Linked DNA regions of Zea mays: regions 1 and 2 are each linked to region 3. The links are chromatin contacts, called in public ChIA-PET and Hi-C maps. All regions are on one chromosome and are shown on one strand. Each heading gives the region's core, a stretch centred on a gene start, on an enhancer-like site or on the middle of the called end of the contact. The rest is flanking DNA. Distances are from core to core; before and after follow the strand shown. Region 1 holds the start of LOC100280708 (calcium-binding protein). Region 2 holds the start of LOC103638745 (probable E3 ubiquitin ligase SUD1). Region 3 holds the start of LOC100285626 (protein kinase domain containing protein).

Region 1 (2,782 bases), core at 275-2,774, 620 kb before region 3:
AGAGAAAAAAACAAGCTCTTTTAGTGCCCAAAGTAAGTGCTTTTCGTTGCAGTGGGGTATGTTCATGTTTTCACAGTAGTTGTCAGCCATTAATGAATTAACACAAATAAATTGGTGTGAGTGGTACTTGTTCCAACATAATTTTTTAGTCCTAAATGATGGAAAGTTAAGCATAATATGCTGATTGGGAGGAACCAAGATTCCGCTAGGGCCATCTAGACTTTCGACAGCATACATAAAGTAGGCATAAATACATTATCGAAGTTAGGAAGAATCAGCCCAACTTAGGCTGGTGGTGTCCATATCTAAGCTGTGTACCATTGGTGGTATTTGTTCATTATCTATGGGCCAAAGCACATTAGCTGTGAATGCTCCCATTAGTTGCAGCAGGGGTATGTTCATGTTTTGACGGTAGTTGTCAGCCATTGATGAATTAACACAAATAAATTGGTGTGGGTGGTACTTGTTCCAACATAATTTAGTCCTAAATGATCAAAAGTCAAGCATAATACGATGATTGAAAGGTACCAATATTCCGCTAGGGGCATCTAGAGATTCGACATCATACATAAACTAAGCATAAAGACATTACGCGAAGTTAGAAAGAACCAGCCCAGCTGGTCGGCTGGCAGTTTCCATATCTAAGTGGTGTTCCATCGATGGCATTCGTTCATTACCTATGGGCAAAGCAGATTCGCTGTGAATTTTCCCATTAGTTGTTGTTTTCCTTTGCCATCTCTTCTGTGGCCGTTTGTTTGGTTGTCTTTGTAGTTATTAATGTTTTTCTAGCTTTTGTTGCCTGGTTTCTTTCTTTTTCTTACCGAGTCTTACAGAGTGGGCAACAAGGCAGGAAGCAGCAATCCCACATCAAGTTCACCTACCCACCTCATAGCACGTCGTTAATACCGAGAGTTTGCACAATGGCAGCCAAACCTAGTGAAACTTGAACGAGTATATTATGTTTTAATAGCTCAATCAACATCATATGCAGGCGAATTCCCTGTGCAGGGTGTGAATTGGGGTTGGTGGGTATGCGAAATTGTCTGACGCCGGTACGACGTCCACATAACAAAAAAATGAAAACAATTGAAGCAGTGCACGTTTAGTGCAGCGAAGACTCGGCCGGGGCGGCCGAGGAAGGAAGAGGGGGGTTACGAACCGGTGCAGGTGCGAGTGCGGAGCTTGGTGGTGGCGTACTCGACGACGACGTAGGGGTCCTGGCGGGTGAAGAACTCCGTGTCCCGCAGCTTCCGGCACCCGGTGACTGCAGGCAGGGTTACAGGAGGAGAGATCGATCAGCTACCAGTAGGTACGAGGGAGAAGGATCGGGGAGGAGGGAGGCGGGCAAGGCACCTCTGACTTCGAGTATCAGCCCATGGATTGACATGCGGAAGGGGCCGGAGTGAGGAGGGAGGCGGTCAGGCGGGGGCGGGAGGAGAAGAGGGATCTCGGAAGGAGACCGTGGATGGAGTCGGAGTCGGAGTCGGTCGATGTCTCGATGACGATGGCTCGGGCCCGTAATCTGCCTGGTTGTGGTTGTGGCGTCTTTATATTGAGAGCAGAACTGAGAGAGACCTGCGTGACCAAGTTATTTACGTCGTGGTCTAACATATTTTACGTCTTATTTTATCTTCTAATTCAAATTAAAATAGCATTTTGTTCGGCCATATATCTGGTGGGCTGAAAATAACCTTATATGTAAATATAAGATAGATGCCCTACTATACTATTTATATACTCTCTCCATTTTTTATCTTAAGGTAATGAAGGTTTATACTGAGTCAAAGTTTTAAAACTTTGACCAATAATATCTAAAAAATAATTATTTTAAATTAAAGAAATTATATATTATGCTAGATGTTTTAAAAATAAATGTAACATTTTCATTTTTATTTAGTCAATGTTTATGAATATTTTGTTATTAATAGTCAAAGTTTTAAAATTTTGACTTAGAATAAACTTTTGTGACCTTAAGATATAGAACGAAGGAAGTAGTTCATAAGCAACTTTAAACTCCTCTTATGTCCTTCTTATTTTTATTAGGAATATTTTTTTATTAAAAAGTACCAATAAACAGTTTTACATTAGACCATTAAATATTATCATTATCAATTCTAATCTTTTTCCTTTCGAGGAAACCCTATTCTAAATTTCTTACTAGCCAAAGGTAGAAAGTGATGTTAGATCTCGAGTGTATATGAGATATATAGAAATGTTAGAAGATAGATAAAATATATACACTAACTTTTATTTGGATGGCATTCTAAAATAATAACTTGAGCAACTCCGAGAGACTCTCTATATCCTTTCTAATCTATGTATATAGAGATTTTTTGTATAAAAAATACCTTCCAAAAGCTTATCTAAATGGTTATCAAATATGGTCATCTTCCATTCCGGGTTTCTCGCTAGCTAAATATAGAAAACGTGAATGGTTCTCCAGAATGCAAATAGGATATAAAAATGATGTTAGAAATAGAAAAGATATTTAAAGTGGTTTCAATGCAAATGACTCTTTAAATGATTTTTTTGAAAAAAAATTGATATATTAATTTCAAGTGCATTACAACGAAGTGCATTACAACGAGGTGAAGCAAAGTCTTGAAACAAACATCTCCTGGCCTCTGTTCCATACAGAATATACAGCTCAATTAAATGATATTTTAGATATAATTTAGAGAGTGAAATTTAGAATGAGTCTTGGAGATAGATGCTCAGAGCGGGTGTTTAACAGACTTTTTGAAAGTACTCGGAAATACACTTGAAAGTGTTTGCGTCCACG
Region 2 (2,700 bases), core at 133-2,632, 540 kb before region 3:
ACTGAGAGAACAAAGGCAAGCCGAAGGATGAATTGAAACACATGGCATGCTTTCATTCCAACACCAACAATCAGTTCCTGGAAAGGGAGTCTTGTCGGAGCATTATCAGCGTACACGGGTGAGAAGGAGAATGCATGTTTACAGACCTGCAGTGCACAGATGCATAAATCAGAAATTATCTAGAGAAAATGGAGTTATGACAAACAAGACACACATCATCATCATGAGTATGTTTTTTTCCTTGGCGATACAAGCCATTACTACCCAGCCGTACAGCTGTGCTTGGAACCCCCAACTAACACTTGTTCGCTCATTTTCTCTAGATTAGCAAAATGCATTATTCAAGAGGAGGTTTGTTCTAACGATTCCAATCCTATAGAATTCCTCCATTTTTCCTTGTTACAAAGGGGACCTAAGAGAACATAAGGCAACTGAAACTGCAAATCAATCATCAATATCAAGCCAATAGTCTCACTGCTAAGAAGCACAAGATGAGTCTTGCTGCAGGTTAACAGAATTACTATGCCTCTGAAAATACTCTGAAACCACAAGAGCATCGGAGTATTATGAAAATTCATTTGCTAGCTGAATAATCATCAAAACTATGCAATTGCCTGATTCCGAACCTCAATCCCCTAATTCTAGCAACTGAAAAGGCAAGAATAATAGCCTTATCCATTTATCAATGCCTATTAACATAGTTTTGACCCAATCTACACGCCATATCAAAGAAACAGCACCCATATCACCAGCTCAACATTAAATCGATCGATTCCACCACGCAATCGAACTAATCAATCCCTAAAGCAACGACCCAGCGGCGTCCCCGTCGCTGAGTGAGGGCAGGGGCGGCGGCGATATTACCTCGCACTGGCGCGAGTTGCTATGGTCGAGCCACTGGAGGAGGCAGTCCTGGTGCACGAATTTGATGCTTCCGCTGCAGGCGCACGGGTAGCGCAGCGGGTGGTCCTCGTCGCCGCGGTTGCGGCAGATCCGGCACACGTCCCCCTCCTCTTCCTCCTCGTCGTCCTCCTCCCCGTGCGGCGGCCGCGGCTCCTCCGGCAGCTCGCCCGCGACGGACCGTTCGGCCATCTCCGCCATGGCTGCCTCGATGGGGGCGGCGGCGAGGTTAGCCGCGATCGATCGATCGCCCGGGGGGAACGCGGATATAGGCGGTGGTGGGAAGTTGCAGCGAAAACAGGATGAAAAAACGTGGGTTTTTTAGTAGCCTCCTTAATGACGCACCGGTGACGAGGCGCTGGCGGTCGGCTTAACGGGTCCCGATAGGATGGATCCGGTGGTGGGTCCGTGGGTGTGGCCGTGTCGGTTTGGAGATCCGACCTCCGGAGTGTTCTATTTATGATTTATCAAGCTCGACATACTAGAATCTACGCTACGCCTCCTTTTTTTAAGAAAAAAATGGTGGTAAAGTGCTACTTTTGATATTTTTTCCTGTGATTGAAAGCCTATATCGGGATGAAAATGGTCATTAAACATTATTATAACCAGTAGACTTGCACGTACCATATGTGTATAACAGGTTTATTCGAAGAATAAATCTTTTGGGTCAAGCACGGTTGGTTTTTTTATCTTTTGTTATGGATAATGTCTAGTATGTTTTTGTTTACCTTTTGTATATCACACCTTTATTAGTTAAATAAGATATTGCTCTTCTTTGGAGCAACTTAAATAAAGTCGTAAACCAGCCTGAAACCAATATTAGAAGAGGAATCATTTTTTTCTCCAACAGCTCTCTCTTTTCTTTCCCCGAAAATCTTAGTGGCCCACATCCAGCTCCTCTTCTCCCATTTAAGACTGTTTGGTTGGCTTCTCTACGTAGCCTGGCTGCATGAGTCAGGCCGACGGGAGCCTGGCTCCATAAATGCAACCAATTTGCTCGTGCCTGCAGAGCCTGGCTTAGGATGATTTGAGTATCAGGGTGCTTTGAGTATCGTGCGAGCCTGGCTCTACATCTGCATGCAGGTAACCAAACACACACCTCGCACGTATAGAGCCTGATTGACAATAACCAAACACCAGCTCATTGCATCCCGCGATGCAAGCACCAGCAAATACAGGCAACCAAACACACGGTTATTTTCTGGTGAGTGATTCCTCTCTAAACTGGGCGTCCGCGCAACTGAGTTGTCTCCCGCGTTTTTTTTTCATGAGCGTGGTTTTGGTGGAGGAGGGAAGCGACGATGGTGGCAGGAGAGCCATCAGTGGCGTTGGAGGAGGCATGGCGGTGGCTAAGATGCATCCAGCAAGATTTGTCGTACAAATTTGTTGAGCCTAATCACATTGGAACTGGCCGACCTTGTGGGAGGTGGTATCCATTGATGGCATGATCTCGCATAGGCGGCAATGAAGCTCAAAACTGCGATGGTGGAGGCCCCTTGCGAGGTACTTTCCAAGTTGTAAAACCTCCCCATCCCATGTCAGACGGTGTCGGAGTTTAGTCCGACCTAGTTGCATCCTCCTTCTTCGAAGATAGCGGCAACCTCCCTTCTTCGTTCAACCTTCAACAAACGGTATGAAAATTGAAATGTACGTTCAAGAAAATTACATATGGTCGGCTCCTTTTCATTGCATTTCTAATAAACTTAATAATATATTTTCTAAACACAATTCTTTTCCTGCTACAATTGTTGAGGTTCTATCAGGTTGTCCTTTCACTGTGCTATAGAATACCTATTGGGA
Region 3 (2,701 bases), core at 24-2,523:
TAAAAATTAAACCTCAAATTTATCATATAAAATTCGGGTACCATTCGGATAGGGATATGACTATTTTTTCACCTTTTTGTTATAGAGGGCAAATAATGTATAAATCAATTTATGCCAAAAATTATTCTTATCTATGATAATGTGCTTCATAACATAAAAAAATGCTAGAATCAAATTTCATACATATCTATTTTAAAATATTAGATTTGTCATAACAGTTTGGGTACCTATTTTCATCCCTAACGATCATTTCCTCTCTGACTGAGTATTTTAAAATAGCTTTGGCTCGTCTAGAAAAACTACTCGCATGAAGAAGCCAGAGCCAATGTTATTTTTATAGAAGCTAAAGCCCTCCCAAAGGAGCCCTTAATCGCCTGTATTCATGACGTGGATCGTTAGCTTCTAGATGGGATGTGAGAGAACACCCGTATACAGCATGAAACAAAGTCGCACGCAGCGCAACATTGTCAGATAGTACCATCTCGCTAGGTATAAAAAAAGTTGGTCTAGTTTTCAACTCATATACTCCCTCCGTTTCATTTTAGTTGTCGCTGGATAGTTCAATTTTGCATTATCCAGCGACAACTAAAACGAAACGGAGGAAGTATTTCTCAGTCTTTTGGCTAAGATAAAATACAATATCTACACTTTAATATGTAGTATGTGTGTATATATCCACTTTAATTTTAAATTTTTTAGGAACGGTTCACTTTAATTTTAAATTTATTTTTATGAAGAAACTCCATCACAATGGCCGTCACTCGACCTTTGCATGTACCGCACGGACATTGTACTAATACAAATACAGATGTATAAGAAGAATGTAAAATAATTAGAATGATTTAAATGTTTGTGATTTCTAATGTAAAATTATAACTACTTCGTTAATTCTAAATTATAAGGTATTTCTAGATTTATAGAAAAAAAACTATAAACATAAAAATACCAAAACATCTTAAAACTATAAAAGAAGAAAGTATTTCAGAGCAAAATTTTGAAAATGATACATATATTATATACATAAATAAATCATTAAATTAAAGCCGTTGCGCAGAAAGAAAAAGGAAAAGGAGACCAGCAGCAAAGAAGAAAATCCGCCCGCGTATATAACCGCTCTACCGCTCAAGGCTCGACTCCCGTGCGCTTGCGGTGCGGACGCTTCCCCTCCACCTCCGCACACATCTCCAAGTCCAACTAACCATGCCAGTCTACCGCAGTACTGCCGACTTCTAGCAGTTGTTTTATAGGTTAGTTTCGTTGCCTTGTGGCTTTGTTAGTGTATCAAAACCAATTCGCGACATCACTCAGGAAGGGGAAAGCAGGGTCCGGAAAAAGAAGAAGAGACGGGTGAGAATCTGCTTGTTTTCTTGATTCTTGATATGTCGCTGATCCAAATTCCTGCCTTTTTTTTTGTTCCCCATCTAGGTTCCAATTCTATACCTGTCATTACAGTGATTCTCACCGATTAGATTACGTGGTTCCTGTTTCTAGTGGATTGGGGAATTTTTTTATTTTGTTCCTCCTCCATGTTCTACCTTTTCTTACCCATCGATTTTCGCTTTCACAAGTTCACACTTTACACTGTCAATTCTGTTATTATTCGTAGTTTACATTCCAGTATAGTTCTTTCCAGTACTAAATAACTGGGAAGTTGGGAGCCTCAGCTCTCTCTCTGTCTGTGCTTGCTTCCAATGTTACTTCAACTGAAATAAGCATGGAAAATTGGGGTCTTCTCTGTTTGGTAGATGCATTCAAATTGTGAAGAGAAGAATCTCAGCGATTAGATACAACACCAAAAATATGCTTAGAACGTTGTGAAATTTTGACACTGCTCTACGGAATAATGTGTTGGGATTTGTCATGGTGAAATTGGCTCTGCAGGAATGGCAAGCTCCGACTCAAATCCCACCGATGCATTCGAGTACATGCTGCTTGAGAAGGATCCTGATCTCTACCGGACGGTTTTCTCTGGTCCGAGCCAGACAAGCCCATGGATTAACCCGAGTGTGTTAAAGCTGAAGCACCGGATAGGGAGAGGTCCATTTGGGGATGTATGGATAGCAACTCACCACCAAAGGACAGAGGATTTCGATCAGTACCATGAGGTTGCGGTGAAGATGCTGCATCCAATTAAAGAGGACCAGCTGCAGATCTTCTCAGCGAGGTTCCATGAGATCTTCAGCAAATGTCAGGGTCTGGGCAACGTTTGTTTCTTGCATGGCATCTCTACACAGAATGGGAGGGTATGTTGGTTTTTGGGCTGGTTTATTGCCTCCTCATGCTAGGTCTCCCTGTCATACCATCTTGGTGATTAATGTTAATCCGTAGCTTATTTTTGGCTTCATGAATTTTCAGATTTGTATAGCTATGAAGTTCTATGAAGGATCCATCGGGAACAAGATGGCTCGGCTTAAAGGTGGAAAGCTCCCTTTGTCAGAAGTTCTAAGGTACGGTTACAATGCCTAAAGATTTCTATATATACATCTGGTGCACCATGGCAACCATTAAGATCAACATGCAGGATGGAAAATTTCTGAAATTGATCAAGTAGTTTCTCTGAGGCAATGGGTACAATAGTACTAGTTTTTTTTCTCGAACAATCATACGCAGACTAGAAAATTATTATAAAAATTACCTTCTTCAGTGTTATGTTGATTTATTCAAGCTAAAAAAAGGGATAACAGGACATTTGTTCTTTAAT

The links. Hi-C and Micro-C count contacts between places; a contact is called where the count stands out from the background. ChIA-PET counts read pairs in DNA pulled down with a chosen protein or histone mark.
Region 1: a contact with region 3 is called in a Hi-C map of ear, with 2.6 times the contacts expected there. The contact joins the promoter of LOC100280708 here to the promoter of LOC100285626 in region 3. A contact is called at or near these places in 5 of 25 Hi-C or Micro-C datasets (bundle sheath, ear, endosperm and 2 more).
Region 2: an RNA polymerase II ChIA-PET map of seedling shows a contact between it and region 3, with 4 times the contacts expected there. The contact joins the promoter of LOC103638745 here to the promoter of LOC100285626 in region 3. A contact is called at or near these places in 5 of 25 Hi-C or Micro-C datasets (ear, leaf and tassel) and 2 of 3 datasets of contacts at active chromatin or transcription factors (leaf and seedling).

The regions. Positions count from the first base shown.
Region 1 is chr9:101,380,196-101,382,977 of Zm-B73-REFERENCE-NAM-5.0, reverse strand. It overlaps LOC100280708 (calcium-binding protein), which reads right to left and starts at 1,524. Exons shown (of 7, transcript NM_001153627.2): 1 at 1,354-1,524; 2 at 1,160-1,264. The coding sequence starts at 1,387.
Region 2 is chr9:101,300,856-101,303,555 of Zm-B73-REFERENCE-NAM-5.0, reverse strand. It overlaps LOC103638745 (probable E3 ubiquitin ligase SUD1), which reads right to left and starts at 1,382. Exons shown (of 9, transcript XM_008661571.3): 1 at 865-1,382; 2 at 1-146. The coding sequence starts at 1,101.
Region 3 is chr9:100,755,886-100,758,586 of Zm-B73-REFERENCE-NAM-5.0, reverse strand. It overlaps LOC100285626 (protein kinase domain containing protein), which reads left to right and starts at 1,273. Exons shown (of 5, transcript NM_001158517.1): 1 at 1,273-1,347; 2 at 1,882-2,243; 3 at 2,356-2,447. The coding sequence starts at 1,884.